Linked DNA regions of Triticum aestivum: region 2 is linked to region 1. The links are chromatin contacts, called in public Hi-C maps. All regions are on one chromosome and are shown on one strand. Each heading gives the region's core, a stretch centred on a gene start, on an enhancer-like site or on the middle of the called end of the contact. The rest is flanking DNA. Distances are from core to core; before and after follow the strand shown. Region 1 holds the start of LOC123182222 (microtubule-binding protein TANGLED1). Region 2 holds the start of LOC123182226 (PRA1 family protein A1).

Region 1 (3,135 bases), core at 40-2,539:
GACGGCGAGAACGAGCACCGCCGGGTTTTTCCGGACGCCGCCTGTGCTTTCCCTGGCGGCGACACGGCGACGGGTCTTGAATTAGGCAGCAATTTGCCATGGCTTTTCAGCTTGGACCCAAGAGCACTCGGAGGCGTCTTGACCAGGAACTTGTGCGGCGTCTGCGCGGCCTTGACAGGGGACCGAGTCTTGTTCGACCGCTTCTGTTTCTTTGTGGCCGACGGCGAGGCGTACGCGGTGGAGGAGGCGGGAGCGACGAATGTTGGGTTGGGGAACATCACCGTCTTCCTGCCCCAAGGCCGGTTCTTGGGGGACACCCTGTTCGCCGCCGACAGTGACGGGCGGCCGAGTGGCGAGGTGGGCTTGAACTGTATCCGGGAGCGGACGCGCGCGCGCGACGGCGGCGTGCCGGCCTCGGCCCCCGCCGTGCCGCGCTGGCTCTGCTTCTCCTTGGCGCGGCGGGCCCGGAGCGGCGTCTGCTCCGCGGTGGCCTTCCTGGTCCTCGCGACGGGCATCGGGGTCTTGGGCGGATCGGCGACCGCCACGATGTCCCGGGCGAACTGGCTGGCCTGGACGATCTCCAGCACCGTCTCGCCGAGGAGCATCGCCGGCAGCGACATCCGGCGCCACTGGGCCGCGCCCTCGCCGCCGCCGAACTTGCCCTTGGGGGATCCGCTCCGCGCCGGCGTCCCCCTCATCCTGCCAAGACATCAATTCGCGCACCGCAACGTCAGCGAAAGCAGAGATCGAACCATCCCGGTTGGGGCCGGGCGGCAGAGTGGACAGAGAGAGGGACTTGCCTGACGGTCTCCTGCTTGCAGCGGATGCTGGTGCGGAGGTAGCCGCGGGTGCTGCGCGGGCTGAGGCTGACCCCGGAGACGACCTTGGCGCCGCCGGCCACCGTGTACTGCAGCTCCTGCAGCCGGGCCATGCACCGGTCCATCTGCTTGCGCGCGCGCCCCCAAACCCATCAAATCCATCAAGACCCGTGCCACAACCTCTCCCCAAAACTTGATGAAATCGAGATCCTGCATGCTCCTTACCTTCTTGAGGGTCTCCCTGACGAGGGCGGGGTTGAGCGCGGCGGCGGCGGCGGCGGCGGCCGCCGTCTGCCGGTCCGGCTTGGCGTTGGGGCTCCTGGCGACCATGGTGGTCGTGCGGCGGTTGCTGCCTGGCCTGGGCGGTGAGCGAGGGGGCTGATGATGAGCAGCAGGTGCGGGTTTGTAGAGAGCAGAGACGGACGACTGGTAACGGTCGCCCCGGCCCAACGGCTAGTTCGCTCTTGGAGTCTCGGGGGAAGTAACTGAGGGGGGGACGGAACTTTCTTGAGCGGCACAGCTGGGTCGCGTAATAAGCGCAGCGGGGCCCACCCTACCGTGTACATACGGAAATTTTGCCACGTGATGGGAATTGATATCTGGCCGGGCCAGCTAATAAGTGTACGCATTCCAAATAAAGGCAGTGAAAAATATGGTTGGGATTTCAATTTTGCACAGGGGCCGGGCCAGCTGATTTTGCAGCGAAAAATAAATTATTGGAAATAATGTGGTTGGGATTTCAATTTCGCCAAGGACTGTGCCGTTTTCTTCTTCTTTCAAGTTTGCCAAAGATTGCGGCTGTTAAGGTTTGGCAAGAAATGTTTGATACAGTCTGAATTACTCCCTTCGTAAAAAAATATAAAAGTGTGGGTCGGGCTCTTATAATGTTTTAGAGAGCTGTTATACGTACGACAGAAATTCTTACGATTTTTGTACGACCAGACTCATCTCATGGTGTGGGCCCAAACCTCGGAAAACATGCCTGTGTCTTGTCGTATGAAAATCGTATGAAAAATCATCGTACGCTAGGCAGTTTCGAATGTTTTATAGAGGGAGTACCAATCATCATGTGATTAACTAATCTTGCACAATTTTACATCCATCTTAAATACTGTGGTCACTAAATCGACTGGTTTGTGTGTATGGGTCGGCCTAGCAATCAGGTTTCTGGTTAGCGCGTTCGCTCACATGGGTTGTTGTAGCGAATGCCCGCTCGGGCATTGTATAGTGTTTTTTTCAGACCAACTGGCTTGGCTTTTACTATTTTTTTCCTTTTCTTTCTTTTGCTGTGTTTTCATTTACGGCTTTCACTATTTTTAATTTTTTTCTATTTTAGTTTTATACTAGTTTTAATTTTATTTTATTTTGGTTTTCTGCGTTTCTTGGTACTCCTTGGGTTTCTAGTTTATCAGTTTTTGTATTTTTTTTATTTCAATACATGTCAGCATTTTCTTCATACACATTGTACAGTTTATACATATGTAATATTTTTCAAATACATGATAACATATTTTCAAATATATGTTTTGATGTCTACTTCAAAAATAAATAAGTGATGCACATTATTTGAAATACATGTTTTGATGTCTATTTTTTTCAAATGCATCGTACACTTTTGGTATATATCTAATTTATTTATATAGTTTTGGTATTATTTTCATACACATGATAATTATTATTTTCAAATAAATGTTTCTTTTTTTTAATGTGTCAAACCATTTTCCGAATGCATGATGAAATATTTTAAAATACACATATTTTTGATATGTGTGATTTTTTTAAAAATATAAAATGCATTTTTCTGAATGCTACAAAATATATGTTTTCTAACTAATTTTTTTAAAATTGGATCAATATTTTAATAAATTGACAGAAAATATTGAAACACGTGCGAATTTTTTAAAAGTCAATTTTTTTTATTGACTCTGATCAGCATTATGTTTATTAAGCTATATTTTTACACAGAGTTTAAAAAAAATCAAATTCGTTGTTTGCAATTTTTTCAAGTGAAATTAGTTTTTTGGAATATAGGTATATATAATATTTTGGAATTTACAAAAAAAAATAAAAGAATGATAACAAATACTTTTTTAGGTGTGTGTGTGGGGGTGGGGGGGGGGGGGGGGATGAAATGTAGAGAGCTGAGCGTACACAGAACAAATGGATTTCTGGGCCGGCTCATTGGTGATTGCGTTGTAGACAAGCGGTAGGTAGGTAACCAGCCAGCTCAAACCTATGCTTTTCGTATGTGGTTGATTTGTTATAATTCTAGCTGAGTTTAACGGACTGCCGGATGGCATGCGTGAAAGTTTTTTTG
Region 2 (3,233 bases), core at 717-3,216, 550 kb after region 1:
ACTACGTTGACGGCGGCCTAGATCACATCTCCCTCTTTGTAAAACTCTAACCCCACCGTGTATATAAGTGGAGGCAGGGGACTCTCATTCCATATAATCTCATATATTAGACTCTCGGTAGCACTCAATACATCATTGTAATCCCTCGCACGAGGTATACCCAGCATGAATACCAATAGCAAGCGGGATGTAGGGTATTACTCCTCACTGCAGGCCCAAACCTGAGTAAAACCCTTGTGTGACCTCTGATCTGGGACTTCCAACCATACTAGGTACCCTACCAAGGGTACTGAAGGAATCATGCACTGTCACCCTTGGCGCGGAACTCGGTGATGCTCCTCGGCAGCACATAGCCCAACTTCGGCCCCAGCTCGAGGCCTCCTATAGGTGGAGTTCGATCTAAATTATAGGGTGGAGTGGAGGAAGAGGGAAGGAAAGGGGATCAGGAGAGGGGGGGGGCGTCGAGAAGAACTATTTTTTCTTTAGGAGAAAATGGTCGATGATGTCTTGCGAAGAGTGGCATGTGAGTGAGATATGCGGCAAGTGGTGGGACATGTATCAAAAAATTTCTGGAGTAAACCAACCTACAGATGTTGTGATACCCACGCAATTTTTCAATAGTAGGCAGTAAAAAAGTCAAAAACCTAGAAACACCGGTATTGTTATTATTATTATAGTACAATATTAGTATAGCACATGAATATTCTAACTTATTTTTTACTATTGTCATTATAATTTACACAATTTTTTGAAAACTAGTAAAAAGGAAAAAAGATCTAACGTATAAAAAATGGTCGGGATTAGCCGTGTTTATCCTTGTTGCACAAAAATGGGCAGCACTGACCGTATTTCTATCCTAAATGCACATGAAGCGTTATCTACATGGTTAGCTTGGCAAGCCATCAATAAAAAAATTGCAATCAATGATAAATGATTCTTGATTGTGACGCTCACTATCTTGTGGCTTGCGCCATAGGTGGGACTGCTCGAGGTCATGGGTTTGATTCACTGTGGTGTGTATTTTTCACACGAATTATCCTTCGTATCATTTTCCTACGCGTGGGATCGCACAGTCATAGAGATGTAGTGGTGTTTCACCTTTTTTTTTATACCAAATTTAGTACTAATTCAGTTTTTCTTTTGCACACATGTGATGCTTCAGTCACTAACAGTGGGCCAGGTACCACGTTGGCACGCCACCACATAGACGCTTCCTGCGTCTATAAACTGGAGTTGCATCGTATTTGCATCGGGAAACAATTTTAACCGTCAGTTTCATGTATTTTTCAATTTTAAGCACCAGAGTGACCATCCTGTTCAGCCTGATGTATTATCGGTGTATTTGCCCAAAAAAGCAACGCAGAGACCGAGCTCCACATAGCTCTTTTTTTTCAGCGAAAATACTATTTCCACATATTGAAAAAATCTGAAAAAAGTATATACATACATATGTATTAGTATTATACGTGTATAAAATTTTATGAACATATATGTTCTCATGTAGTGTATACGAAAAAGATAAATACACAGATTAAATAGGCTTTATCTTTGTTGTTTTTAGGCCAGATATTTCTCTTTTTTGTGTAGCATGCAAATAATTGAATTACATGATGAAACTTTTTACCTACTTGACGAACATGCATATGTATTTGTATAAAAAATTGATATTTTTTTGAAACTTTTAAGTATATTTTCATTTTATTTTGGCAAAACGGGCTCAATGGAGCCCGGCCTCTGCACCGCCGCACTCTGTATTTGCCTCTCTTTTTTTAAGGAGGAGATAAATATGCTGCTGTCTTTACAGTTGAGAAATATGCTCTTTTTTTTATACGCTTTTTATTAGGGGAAAAGAAACGAGACCTCACTCTGTCGGGCCGACGGATGGTGGCCCAGTAGCATAGCCCAACAGTCCCTTAACGGCTTTCCCAGGCCGGACCAAGGAAAGCACCCAAAAGCGCTCCCAGAGGGCAAACGCATCTCTGCTGTCCTCTGACCTCTCCTCTCCTCCTCCTCTCCGGACACGGCAAAGCTTCCTTCCCAAAATCCCCAAATCGAAGCGAAGCCGAGGAAACTCTCTCCCGCACGACCCAACAGCCCCCGTCCCCGCCGAGACCCGCCGCCCGTCTCACCCGCCCGCCCGCCCGACCGACCGCCAGGTTTCGGTTCGCCCGCTAGCCGAGGCATCGGGGCGGATTGGATCGGCGATGGACTGGAGCGCGGTGACGGCGGAGGACCTGGTGGCCGCGCTGCGGGAGGTGGACTGGTCCACGCCGCCGCGCCCCGTCCCGGAGTTCTTCTCCCGCTTCACCGTCCCCCGCTCCTACTCCAAGTGGACCAGCCGCCTCAAGTGCAACCTCTACTAGTACGACCCGCCTCCTCCCCCCCTCTAACTCGTCTTACCGTCTCCGGCGGCGCATCCGCGATTTGTCTGCCAACCCGGCTGGCCGATACAAGTTTGGGCGAATTCGCCAGGGATTTGTGCTGGCGTGGCGAGGTTTTGAGTGGCTCCACGGGATCTGTGCGTGTTTTGAGTTGATTGGTGAATGGATAGGGTCATCAGTGTTTCCCAGCAATGGAATAGGGTAGGACATATGCGTGTGCTTCAGACTCCTTCTGATAGCCCTTCTGTTAGTGTAGATAAATCTCTCAAGATCTTCAGAATATATTTATCAACAGCGCTAAGAGGTTTGAATAGAGAATTCGATGAGCACAGATGTGCATGTCAATTGTATACTGCGATGTTAGTCGCTAAGAGTGTGCATAGGAGTAGCAGGTAGCTTGGTTCCCATGTAGTTTCACTACTTACGTTGAAGGCATCATGTTGGATATTTCTTGCTGGAATCCTTGGATCTGTGAGATGAGAGCAAGACTTTAATTTTTTTCACTTAAAACATGTGGAATTCAGATTCTAGATGCAAAGCGGTATAAATATGGGCTCGATTCAACTTAGGTGAGCTGGTGAGATGAAAAAAAAGGATAATTATTCTGATAAATATTAACTACTCCCTCCGTCCTAAAATAATTGTCTCAAGCTTATTACAACTTTGTACTAGAGCTAGTGCAAAGTTGAGACACTTATTTTGGGACGGAGGGAGTAGTATGCTTGCCAAAGTAGTATTAATTCATGAAGTTAGCATTGTGGAAGTTTATTTTGAAGACATGGTTTATATGGCTTCGTTTTTGTCATTTGCTGAAGTTCTTTTTTCAACTTCTGTTTGATCTACAGCTACAGG

Evidence for each region. A called contact is a pair of places that touch in the nucleus more often than the background predicts.
Region 2: a Hi-C map of leaf shows a contact between it and region 1, with 6 times the contacts expected there. The contact joins the promoter of LOC123182226 here to the promoter of LOC123182222 in region 1. A contact is called at or near these places in 2 of 5 Hi-C or Micro-C datasets (both in leaf).

What each region holds. Positions count from the first base shown.
Region 1 is chr1D:381,072,977-381,076,111 of IWGSC CS RefSeq v2.1, forward strand. It overlaps LOC123182222 (microtubule-binding protein TANGLED1), which reads right to left and starts at 1,290. Exons shown (of 3, transcript XM_044594727.1): 1 at 1,044-1,290; 2 at 801-943; 3 at 1-699. The coding sequence starts at 1,148.
Region 2 is chr1D:381,626,370-381,629,602 of IWGSC CS RefSeq v2.1, forward strand. LOC123182226 (PRA1 family protein A1) reads left to right here and starts at 1,967. Exons shown (of 7, transcript XR_006492069.1): 1 at 1,967-2,362; 2 at 3,227-3,233.